Linked DNA regions of Sus scrofa: region 2 is linked to region 1. A link is a contact called in public HiChIP or PLAC-seq data. All regions are on one chromosome and are shown on one strand. The core of a region is the stretch at or near the end of the contact, and the rest is flanking DNA. Distances in the headings are between cores, read along the strand shown. Region 1 holds the start of YWHAB (14-3-3 protein beta/alpha). Region 2 holds the start of STK4 (serine/threonine-protein kinase 4).

Evidence for each region. HiChIP or PLAC-seq counts read pairs in DNA pulled down with a chosen protein or histone mark.
Region 2: an H3K27ac HiChIP or PLAC-seq map of alveolar macrophages shows a contact between it and region 1. The contact joins the promoter of STK4 here to the promoter of YWHAB in region 1. A contact is called at or near these places in 5 of 47 Hi-C or Micro-C datasets (alveolar macrophages, heart right ventricle, liver and 1 more) and 2 of 2 datasets of contacts at active chromatin or transcription factors (alveolar macrophages and skeletal muscle).

What each region holds. Positions count from the first base shown.
Region 1 is chr17:47,295,492-47,301,750 of Sscrofa11.1, forward strand. YWHAB (14-3-3 protein beta/alpha) reads left to right here and starts at 2,529. Exons shown (of 6, transcript XM_005672961.3): 1 at 2,529-2,747.
Region 2 is chr17:47,385,223-47,391,481 of Sscrofa11.1, forward strand. It overlaps STK4 (serine/threonine-protein kinase 4), which reads left to right and starts at 2,372. Exons shown (of 11, transcript XM_021077860.1): 1 at 2,372-2,515.

The DNA.
Region 1 (6,259 bases), core at 1,279-3,778:
TTTTTTTTCTAATTCTTACTGTTGGAGCTATATATTAATATGTTTATGAATGCAATGATATGATACCTGGGATTTGCTGTAAGATAGTGCTGTTAAAAAAAAAGTGGGATGGAGTTCCCTTCGTGGCTCAGTGGTTGACAAATCCTACTAGGAACCATGAGGTTTCGGGTTTGATCCCTGGCCTCGCTCAGTGGGTTAAGGATCTGGCGTTGCCGTGAGCTGTGGTGTAGGTCACAGACGTGGCCTGGATCCCGCATTGCTGTGGCTCTGGCGTAGCCTGGTGGCTACAGCTCCGACTGGACCCCTAGCCTGGGAACCTCCACATGCCTTGGGTGTGGCACTAGAAAAAACAAAACAAAAAAAAAAAAGTGGGAGTTCCCGTCGTGGTGCAGGGGAAAGGAATCTGACTAGGAACCATGAGGCTGCGGGTTCAATCCCTGGCTTCGCTTAGTAGGTTGAGGATCTGGCATTGATGTGAGCTGTGGTGTAGGTTGCAGACCAGGCTCGGATCCTGCGTTGCTCTGGCTGTGGTGTAGGCTGGCAGCTGTAGCTCTGATTCGACCCCTGGCCTGGGAACCTCCATATGCCACAGGTGGGACCCTATAAAGACAAAAGACAAAAAAAAAAAAAAAAAAAGTGTGAGAGCTTGCAGAAGAGTAAAATAAAGCTGAGTGATGGGTACATGGAGTTTACTGTACTATGCTCTCTACCATTGTGTTGCTTTGGAAATTGTTATAATAAAAAATGAAAGAAAGAGAATGAAAAGAGGGAGTTCCTGTCATGGCACAGAGGAAACGAATCCGACTAGGGACCATGACGTTGTGGGTTCGATCCCTGGCCTCTCTCAGTGAGTTATGGATCCGTCATTGCCATGTGTTGCAGTGAGCTGTGGTGTAGGTTGCAGATGTGGCTCTGATTAGACCCCTAGCCTGAGAACTTCCATATGCTGTGCAGGTACGGCCCTGAAAACAAAAACAAAACAAAACAAAACAAAAACCCAAAGGGTTTTTAGAAAGACTGGCGCTGGCATGTTGGGAGGATAAGGAATCATCCAATAGAACTGGGGTTTTGTGATGAGGAAGAAATAGCAGAAAGAGGCTGAAGGATAGGGGCAGCTTCTAGAAAAACTTGATTGCCACACACAAAGAGCTTATCAATAAGGATTAAATAAGATCTGAATAAAGAATTTAAGCAAGAAAAGAACACAATTAGAATGCTTTTTTATGTTTGTTTTTTGACCTCACCTGTGGCAGGTCAGGGGTTGAACCTGTGCCACAGCAGTGACAAAGCCAGATCCTTAACCCACTGAGCCACCAGGGAACTCCTAGAATGGGGTTTTGAAAAGATCATTTCAGGGAGTTCCCATTGAGGCTGAATGGGTTAAGAACCTGGCATTGCAGAGGGCTGCGGAGTAGGTCACAGATGCGTCTCGGATCTGACGTTGCTGTGTCTGTGGCTTAGGTAGGCAGCTGCAGTTCTGATTCACCCCTAGCCCAGGAACTTCATATGCTGCGGGTACGGCCCTTAAAAGAAAAGAAAAGAAAAGAAAAGATCATTTCAGCAGTTGATGGGAGCAGGACTGGGGGTAGCGTGAAGAGTTAGAAGTCTATCATTAAGCTAAAGCAAAGGAGAAATGACAAAGGCTTATCTATTTACTCTGTTCTATTTCGTATCAGACTATAAACTCCAAGACAGCAGGGCCACGTCTATCTTGTTCTTGCTGTGTCTCCAGCACGAAACAAAAAGTCTGCTTCATAAATATTCGCTGAAAGAATGAATGAAAGGGAGGCAGTGGAGGTGAGGCATTTTGAAGAACTGGGCTTAATAGTCACTGGCCTTGGCAAGGGCAGAATGGTGATAAATGGTGAGAGCAGATGGGAATGGGGTGGGGGGTGTCGTGGAGCCTGGTTCCTTAAGATTCCTTTAAGAGCTTGGGTGAGGGGGTATTCTATCACGGACACAGGCTTCCAAAAAAAAAAAAAAAAACAACACTTCACAGGTCTAATTCCTGGCCTTCTCGGTTCACAAAAGGAGGAAATGATCAGTATTTTGAAGGACTGAAGGGAGGATTAAGGAAAAATTTAGCAAAAATTTCTGTCCTTCCTTAAACGCAGTGTTTCCAAAGCACACAGCAAAAGGGGACTAACTTCAACCTCACTCAGTGACGATGATTTTTTGGGTGGGGTGGGAACCAATGACCTCAGAGACTCTGGGCCCGGCCAGGGCGACTCCCTAGCCTAAGCCTCAGGCCCGCCCAACCCCAAACCTTGCCCAGCCCCCTCGTTTCCACATGTCGCTTTTCTAGATTCCCCCCCTCAGCCCCGCCTCCACTCCGCCCACCTCCTTTTTCAGCTCCCCGCCCCCATTTCCGTCCCCCTACACCCGCCTCCTCCTAGCTCCCTACCCCGACCCCCGCCCTCCCCCCGGCCGCAGCATCCCGGCCCTTAGCTCTCCTTCCTCCTCCCTCTGTCCGCGCCCCTCTCGGGCGGCCGGGGCAACCCCGTGCCCTGCTCACCCAATGAGGAGACGGCTCAGGGGCGGGGCTCGAGCCGAAGCGGAAGTGGTGACCGGAGCGGAAGTGGAGCCGCCGCCACCGCCGCCGCCGATTCCGGAGCCGGGGTAGCTGCTGCCGCCGCCGCCACTGCAGCTGCCGCCGCTGCCGCCAGAGGAGTGGGCTTGGGAAAGAAGCGGTCACCGCGCCGGGAGCTCCGCTCGCAAGCTTTTTTGCCCCCTGCAGCCCTCCCACGGTGAGTGCGGCGCGGGGTCCGCCCGGGGCCCCCAGGGGCCCAAGCTCCAAACTACCCCCCCCACAGGCGGCGGCTGCAGCAACGAGGGCGACCCGCAGGTGGGCCCGGGTGGCAGCGGCGCGCGGCCTGTTCAGCCCCGTGCGGCCGCCTGCGGCGCGGGCTCGGCCTCGCCGCGGCCCCTCCCTGTTTCCGGGGCCGGGCCCTTAGCTCTGGGAGAGGCCCCGGCCGCCCTCGCCGCCTGCGGCCCTGCCCGGCGGGCGGGGTGCGGCTCTGTGCCGGGCCGGAAGGGAATCGTGTCCCGGACCCCTGACCGCCCCTCATCACCCATCTTCGATTCCCTCGAGACCCCTCCCTGCGCCTTGAGCAGCCAGAACCGACCCTTTCAGCCCTGTCACCCCCTGCGCCTCGCTTTCCGGTTCCCAAAAATGAAATTTAACCAAATGCAGGCGAGTTCTTGAGCCGCAATGGCCCTGCTCGACTCCCTCTGGATGGGTAAGGGGTTTAACCTTGGGAGAGAGCAGAGAGAAGACCCCCTCCCACTTTGCAGTAAAGCCATTTCATCATCGTTCGCTGGTGCGGGAGCCTGACAGAACCCGAGATTCCCTAGGAAGCACAGGGTTGAGGTTTGAATCGAGAAAATGCGTTTGGTGGAACCGGTTACTGAGTCAGGCCGGACCCCCAGAAAAAAAAAATAAATAAAAAATGTCAGAGGTTGAGAATCGGAATATTTTCCCACGTTATTTCCCATCATTTAATGCCAGAGTCTCTTTTGTCCTCGCCCCAAATTCCCCTATACTGTGGGCTAGCACGTTTTTAGGACTGAAATTTGCCCGGTGGTGGAGAAGGGGTGGGTGTGATTAGGCCCCTTTTCTTCCCAAGATGAATACATCTTTGTCTCTTGCAAATGGAGAACTCACGTGTAATGGGGCTTTCAAAGGCGGCAGTATTGGTAAGACAGTTTGCCAACCTTTCTGTGAAAATTCATGTCTTTTGTCCTTGCCGTCACTGCTTTTCCCTTTGGTAAGGCTAGATGGCATCAGGTTCTGATTTTGCTTGCCCTGTGTGGGAGACGGAATTTGGCAATCAAGCGGCTACAGGAGCCAGAACAGAAGGATGAAGCACTTGGAAGAATGTGAAAATTGTCTGCATTTCTCACTCTGTCTCAGTTGTTCACATGAAACCGCACACGTATGTGGTTTATAGAACCAGACACGTGGGTACTCAGTTTTTTGCATTTTCATGTTAGAAATTTATATATGTTAATATTACTTGGTTCTTGGTCATTTCCTTCTTGACTGCTTCCAGAGCACCCCTTTTCTTATCTAGGAACGTGTCAGGGCCCTCATTTTTCTTGGATCTGTGTTCTTAGCACAGGTGGTGAGGGTAATATCTGTCAATTTGACTGGACCCAGGTTAGAATTGTACAGGTGATCTTCACAGTGGAAGGCTAATAATAATCCAGAAGCAACTGCTGAATTATTTTCCTGGTCTCTCCTTTCAGTGAGATAAGAAACCATTCATCCATCTAACCCACGAAGTCTTTATGAGAAATAAGATGCTTTGGCCTAGACCACACACCTGGTTTTCAGGTTGAATATCCTCATTCATCAGTAGCAAATATTTATGGCCCGTCAGCCCCTGGAGTATGGCTCCTACCCTATAATCTTCTGTACATTTCCCATCATGCAGTGCTTGCATTACATTGAAGCCATTTTAGAATTGGAGCTCTGTAGATCTGGAAGCAGCCTGCAGAAAACCAGGCTGAGCAAATTCCCACAATGCCAGTTCTCAAGGCAGAGTCTCCAGAGATTCGGGCCGCTGCAAAAAGTGCATTTTACCCATTTGGCTGTGGCTGTTGAAGCAGAGAGAGCACTGGACTTGGAGTCAGGTAAATTTGATTCCAGTTGTGTTTGCAGCATTTTCTAGCCGTGTGCAGCTTAATCTCTGCTGCTTGGTTTTTCTATCTCCAGAGTTGTCAAGAGACTTTCTCACAAACTGTAAATTGTTAAATATAAGCCTCTAGTTTTGTGTTTGAATCACAGGGTTCACTATTAAGGGCTTTCTTTTTGCCTTGATTACATTCTGAGGAGACCCAATCCTCTTTGTATACATGTTGCTTTCAAAGAATGATACATCATGATAAAATTGAACTTTGTGTAGAGCCTCTTCAGCCTTTTCTGAGCCCATTTTCTCATCTGACCAGTGCCAGTGGTAATAGTGTTTGATGTGTTATTGCGACAGACTCAATAATTAAAATCAAGGTGTGAGATCTAACTAGATGTTTGGTAAATGTTTTGATTGTATTCATGAATATTATGCATATATGGACTAGCTACCATTTATATGTGCTGAGTGTTGCTCTCAGCACATACACATTAACTAAGCTTTCATAACAACCAGTGGTAGGTAAATACTGTTAGCCACATTTTACAATTGAGGAAATTGAGGCACAGAGAAGTTAAATAATTTCCCTGAGGAGATGCGCGCGCGCACACACACACACACACACACACACACCTCTCGCTGGGTAGGTGTTGGAGCCAGGAATCAAAGCCAGGCAGTCTGGCTCTAATGATAGATTTCTTCTTGTGGTAGAACAATTCACATGTTTCAGGTGAACACCATTTAGTAGTTGGTTTTTCTTTACATGTATTTTATCCAAGAAAGTGTATTTGGACAAGAATTTTAGCAATTTTTGAAAATACATAAGATGTAATTTATTGGGAAGGAATATATTCTTTCTGGCATGCAGGGAAGATACTGCTAGTGTGCACTAGGAAGCAAGCTTGCGAAAAACCCAGCTTTTCTAGTATTTGCTTCATACCAGGGAGAAAATTCATCTGTTAGTTTGTGGCACACTGATTTATCAAATCCTAGGTAGTTGTAATAGAATTTGGTTAGGACCAAATATTTTTATATCTATATAGGTAGTAGAAGAACCATTCTAAATTATAATGTCCTGTTATGCTGCCTGCTCTTTCAGTGGTATTAAAGTAAGCAATTTTCCTTTAAATGATAGCTTGGAGAATGAACTAACATTTACTTGTAAAGGGAATTTAAGTTCCTGGGTTCGTACATTTTTCTAGGAACAGAGGATGACAATTCACACTGGCCAGGAGGCAAGAAATTGTATGATAGCCGTTTTCAAGCTTTAGAACCATCTTGATCTCTACACGAATAGATCTTAGTCTTCTGTTTGTCATGGCGGAGAAACCATGAGCTGGATTTTGAGGGAATTTTTTTTTTTTTTTTGGTCTTTTTGCCTTTTCTTGGGCTGCTCCCAAGGCATATGGAGGTCCCCAGGCTAGGGGTCTAATCGGAGCTACAGCTGCTGGCCACAGCCACAGCCACAGCCACAGCAACATGGGATCGAAGCTGTATCTGCGACCTACACCACAGCTCATGGCAACATCGGATCCTCAACCCACTGAGCAAGGCCAGGAAGGATCGAACCCGAAACCCCACGGTTCCTAGTTGGATTTGTTAACCACTGCGCCACGACGGGAACTCCT
Region 2 (6,259 bases), core at 1,122-3,621, 90 kb after region 1:
TAGCCACACTTAAAGTGCCTAATAGCCACATGTGGCTAGTGGCTACTGTTTTGACCATATGTAGAATATTCCATCACTGCAGAAATTTCTATGGGGCAGTGCCGGGCTGGATATTATGTGGAAAAAGAGGGTGACCTTAATACCCCTCCATCTTCTGGAAAGATCCTGGGAAGCAGACAAAGGAAGGATGTTTGACATTGTGCACTGGTAAGTTAACATTTGTTTTTAAAAAATGTTTATTGTGTGGACACAGTGGGAGCTTAGATTCAGAGCTGCCCTTCACGGAGGCAAAAATTCAGTGGGCAGCAGGGTCTGAACACCAGGTTAAAAGTACAGGGGAAATACAGGAAAAGTGCTAGGGGATTTCAGAGGACAGAGGTGACTTCTTGCAGGACGGATCCACCATGACTTCCTAAACTGTGTGGAAGCTTTTTCCTGATCTTAACTTCCCCAGGGTTCCCTCTGCCATTTGCCCAGATTCCTAACAGAGCAAAGTGGCAAATAAAATGTGGATTTTGTGGAGTCAGAAAACTGTTAGGTTAAAACCTTTGCTCTCACTAGCTGTATATATGTGAATCTCAGCTTCTTCACCTGTAAACGGAGGATAATAATTCTTACTTCGTGGGACTGTTTTGAAGATGAAGTATTAGCCTAGGATTGCGCCTGGCACATAGTAGATTATAAACACGTTCTCCAACTGTATCAGGGAATGCCTGTTATTCTTTTTTTTGTATGGCTTTATTATTTTTTTAATTAATTATTTTACTTACTTTTGTCTTTTCTAGGGCTGCACCCGCAGCATATGGAGGATCCCAGGCTAGGGGTCAAATCGGAGCTGTAGCCGCTGGCCTACACCACAGCCACAGCAACACCAGATCTGAGCTGGGTCTGCAACCTACACCACAGCTCACGGTCACGACGGATCCTTAACCCATTGAGCAAGGCCAGGGATCGAACCAACAACCTCATGGTTCCTAGTCGGATTCGTTAACCACTGAGCCATGACGGGAACTCCTTATTATTTTTTTAAATTTATGTTTAGCTTTTTTTTTCCCCTCCTTTTTAGGGCTGCACCTGCAGCATATGGAAGTTCCTGGGCTAGGTGCTGAATCGGAGCTGCAGCTGCTGGCCTATGCCACAGCCACAGCAGCGCCAGATCCAAGCCAAGCTTGCACCAATGCTGGATCCTTAATCCACTGTGTGAGGCCAGGGATAGAACCTGCATCTGCATGGATACTAGTCAGGTTCTTAGCAGCTGAGCCACAATGGGAACTGCTGTTACTCCATTTTTAGCATATGGAGTCCATACCTGGGTCGCCCTGAGAGGTTGCTCAGGTGTTGTTCTGAAGATGCTTTGAGAAAAACAGGACAATTAAAAATGGTGAGAGGTTGCTTTGGGTAAATTTTCTCCGGTAACGTTATGAGTGAATTGGGCGGAATCTTCCTTTTTCTTAATATTCACTGATGGTGGTGGCAACCGAGGATTTATGAATTTCTATAACTGGAACTGGAGCTCTGAGGGGACAGGAAGCTCTGAATCTCATGCCCAACCAAGGGTCCACAGTGACTGTCTAGTTTGATGGTGCAGGCTCTGGAATCAGGTCTATCTGGATATAACTCCCCAAACCTATACTTTTAGCTATTTGAGCTTCACCTCTCTGGCCTCACGAGAACAACAAAAGTATGCACCTTACAGCCTTAAGAGTATTAAATGAATTAGCATTAGTAGGGCATGAAAACGTGGTAATGGTAAGAGTGTCAAAAAATTAGCAGAGAAGATTGGGGTTAACGTTACAGGCTTGATATGAGGATTAAATGAAACAACACTTGAAAGCCAGTACATGGTAAGAGTTTAAAAAATAATAGCTATTTTTTATGTACACAGGTGAGGCTGTCAAGAGGGTGGAGCAATTTTCAGGCTGATGCTCTGTTACATCCACGAAGCGGTTTCGCACGTTCGAGCTTCCACCTGGAACAGGAATTCAATTAGTTCAGACCTGTAGAGTACCATAAATACCTCTGGGAGTCCCTGGAGCAGTGCTTCCCAGGAATCGCGCAGAACTTGGCTGGTTAAGAATCGACAGTTGTTATCAAGTATGTTGCTTCGCAAGAAACCTCAGTATCTCCGTCTGAGATATGAGAGGCGCGGCCCGAGGCAGCGATGGGTTCCAGGTCTGGGGGACCAAGTGTCTCGGGCTAACACCACCGCAAGAAACAACGCCGCCGAGACTCCAGTCTGCCTGACGACGTGCCCCAAGGCTGTCTCCGAGCCTCCTCGTTCCGCCCCAGCGTGCCACGTGACTCGAGTCCGCACCACGTGATCCAGGCCCGGCCCTCGCGGCCCCGCCCCTCCCCTGAGCAGCTCGCCGCTTCCGGTAGGGGCGGAAAGCGGAAGTGTGGGAGGGTCTGCGGGGCGGGCTCGGAGAAGTCCCGGGGGAGGATGGAGCACTGAGCGGGTCTGGGCGGCTGCCGGCAGCGCCATGGAGACGGTGCAGCTGAGGAACCCGCCGCGCCGGTGAGAGGCCGCTCGCTGGTCAAGAGGAAGGGGGGCGGGGAGGGAAAGGCGGGAACCGGCCGGAGGGGTGATGGGTGTGTGAGCCCGTGGAGCAGATGGACCTGCGGGGCCAGGCGACCGGGCTGATGGGGCACCTGCTGAATGGGCGACCCCTGGCCGGCGGGGGTCTGGACGAGGGGGGATAAACATGGGGCTGGTTAGAGATCACTTGTTTTTGGAGGGACAGCCTGGCAGGAGGGGAGCGACAGCCGGGGGGAGCAACTGCTGAGGAACGTGGGGACAAGTTAGGGAAAGCACCTGCTGAAGGCGGGGGTTGCCGCTGGGTGAGGGCTACTATACCAGAAGGGACTCATTGAGGTAGAGAGGATGCTGAAGCTGGGTGAGAACCAACGAGGGGGGATCTGTCTAAGGGATGGATCAGGAACAAGGAGAGAGAAGGGTTGGGTAGACTTTCTAAGGGACCGAGTCCCGCCCAACGGGTGCAGTGGGGAGGATCTGCTGAGGAGAAAAGCTGTGCGCCTGAGACTGAAGATGTGCCAAGAAAGGTTGAGAATGGGTGCCAAGCAAGGGTGGCTTCATGGAGGACAGCATTAGGAAGATGTTTTTGGTAGTGTCTCCACTCTAAGATAATGACACCTTTCCTTCCTGATGTCCAAGGTCTTCCTAATTTTCTTTACATCTGACACTGGGAGGTAGATAGGGAAGTAAGAGACAATTTTCTTTTTCTTTTTTTCCCTCAAGTATAGTTGGTTTACAACGTTGTGAGACTATTTTCAAGATGGGCAAACTGAGGCCCAGAAGAGTTGAGACACAGTCCTGTATGTTTCCTTCTTTGCTCTTGATCTGGGTCACTGGACCCGGCCAGACTTGCCTTTTTCAGATCTCTCTTGTTTTGCGTCGGTTCCAAAGGCTGCTGCTGCCTGGAGTTGTTTTACAACAAAATGGGGGGGGAGGGGGTAGCCTATCCTAGAAAGTCTCACCTCCTGAGGGGTTGCATTTGTGTCAATGATTTATTCAGTGGATGCCAGAGTCTTAAAGCACTCTGCCACATCTGGAGAAGAATCGAGAGTAGAGATTGAGGTGCCGTGCAGTTTGCCTCTGTTTCGCAGAGACCTCTGACTTCCTGCAGTAGAATGAGCTCTAAAGTAGGAAGTGTTCAGTGTGTGGGAGTATGGGGCAAAGGAGAGGTGAAAGGAAGGGATTGACAGCCGGGGCTGCGCCCATGGGTTTGTTTGAAGTGTACAAACAGTGCAGAAGGCAAATAGCTGGTTGGGATGGATTCATAATTCATCATATAGCGTGCTGAGTCTGACATTGAACTCACAGCACTTACTGGGTGCTAGACACTGTTCTTAGTGCTCTCCATGTCTCCTGTTGAACCGTATGAATTTGCTGATATTTGGCCATTTTGATGTGTAAAAATAGTGGTTTCATATGGTTCAACCTGTTATTGGCTCATTTGACCCTCACAACAATCCTATCACCTGTATCTCTGTATTTTACAGGTGATGCAACTGAGCCCAGAGAGGCTAGTGATTGGACAGGAGTTTCTCAGTTACTAAGTGACAGATCTGGGATTTTAATCCGAGCAGTCTGGTCTAAAGTCCATGCTGTTAGCTGCCTCACTCTGATGCCTCTCTGGAAGTACCCCTGTTTCACAAAGCCTTGTATACGTTAGCAGATATTTGCTCTAGTGCCATAGATCCAGTGATAAATGGACATGGTTATATTTCTTCCTGAATGTTCATTCTTTCTCCAAGGCCCTGGTTTAATTGAGAAGAGAATCGGGAATCTGAGTTTAGTTTTTACTTTGGTCTTATGTTGTGTAATCTTGGGCAAAAGAGTAAACCGTTTTGGTTTTCGACAGGCTCATTCCTAGACCTTTTAAATATTTCATTAAGTGTGCAAGAGAAAAGTATTGCAGGGCTGAATGACTGGTGCTTTCTGCTCATCATAACTAGTGAACTGCCTAATTTGCAGCCAATTAACTTTATTAGCATCTTATTAGTTTCTTAGGACTGCCTTGTCAGTTTCACAGACTGGGTGACTTAAATAACTGGGAAATTTATTTTCTCACAGATCTGGAGACTAGATCAAGGGGTCAGCAGGGTTGTTTCTTTTGAGGCCTCTCTCCTTGGCTTGCAGATGGCTTTCTCCTTCCTCTGTCTTCACATAATCTTCCCTCTGTACCTGGCTGTGGCCTCATCTCCTGTTCTAAGGACACCCATCATGTTGGATTAGCGCCTATGCATATGACCTCATCTTTACCTTAATTACCTCTTTAAGGGCCCTATCTCTAAATCAGGTTCTAAGGTATTGGGGGTTAGGACTAACATGAATTTGAGGGGATCAGTGGGGGGGGGCACATCGATTTTATTATCATTTAAAAACTTCCTTTATATTATAAAATGTTTGTCATAACCCATAAAAATTATATGCGGAAAGAAGGGTAAGCATACATAAGTAAAATGGCCCTTATAAGAGTTCTAGGATGGGAGAAAGAGGTTAGCCAAACCTGTAACTACTTCTTATTGGTGTTTGAAAAGATGTGGGTCTCTTTTCGGAGATTCAGATGGCATGTGTTTGCAACAAGGGAAAGCAATCCCAATGCAGGAAGTGCTCTTTGTGTTCAGGAGTTTGACACTTGTGTGTGACTAAGTGAATGATAATAGGCAAAAGTTGATGGTTTACAGGGGAGTTTATGATTTTTAAAAGTGAGTCGCCATTAGATAACAATAGCGTGGTGGAAGGTGTAGCGTGCGCGTTTCCGGGATGCTGGCTGGCCACGTGGCCATCTGCTTTAGCGGGGAGCCTCCACCTGTGTCTGGTCCACAGAGGCTGTGTGGGCCAGGCCTGTTCAGTTATGAGCAAGCAGTGAAACTACCAGGACCTGGGGAAGTCCAGCTGAGAGGGCTGAATCATCAGAGTTGGGCCATTTGGTTATAGCGCTTTTCCCAGAAAGACTCATGTATAAATGATCATGGAGACCCCTGTCAAAAGATTTTCCATGGAAATCTTATTTGTTGATAACACAGTAATACTTTTTAGGGTGAAATTGTTTTTTTTTTTTTGAAACCTCAGAAAGATTGCTGAGAAGGGTTTATGATTCTCATCATTGCTTTCCTTAGTCCCTTTAACAAATGTTTTTGCTGACCACTCTTAGTTCAGGTGCCAGAGATAAAAAGATCCCTTAAGGAGTTCCCGTCGTGGCGCAGTGGTTAACGAATCCGACTAGGAACCATGAGGTTGCGGGTTCGATCCCTGCCCTTGCTCAGTGGGTTAACGATCCGGCGTTGCCGTGAGCTGTGGTGTAGGTTGCAGACGCGGCTTGGATCCCGCGTTGCTGTGGCTCTGGCGTAGGCCGGTGGCTACAGCTCCGATTCGACCCCTAGCCTGGGAACCTCCATATGCCGCGGGAGCGGCCCAAGAAATAGCAACAATAACAACAACAAAAAAAGACAAAAGACCAAAAAAAAAAAAAAGATCCCTTAAGCCGGGACCCAAACCAAACAAAAACCCACTTAGATTGTTTTCAAGACGTATCTGAACAGTCATATAAAGTTTGTCAAAGTATTATCAGAGGCCTGCAGCTGTCCATCATGGCAGGAGCCGTTTCCTTTGTTATGCTGAGTTGAAATAGTGAATTTTGCTTTTTGTAAACCACGGAGTCAACCCTTCAAAGGAACACATTTGATCTTCCTTTATGCGGGCTGTTTATAAAACTTTAATTATACTTGAGAAATG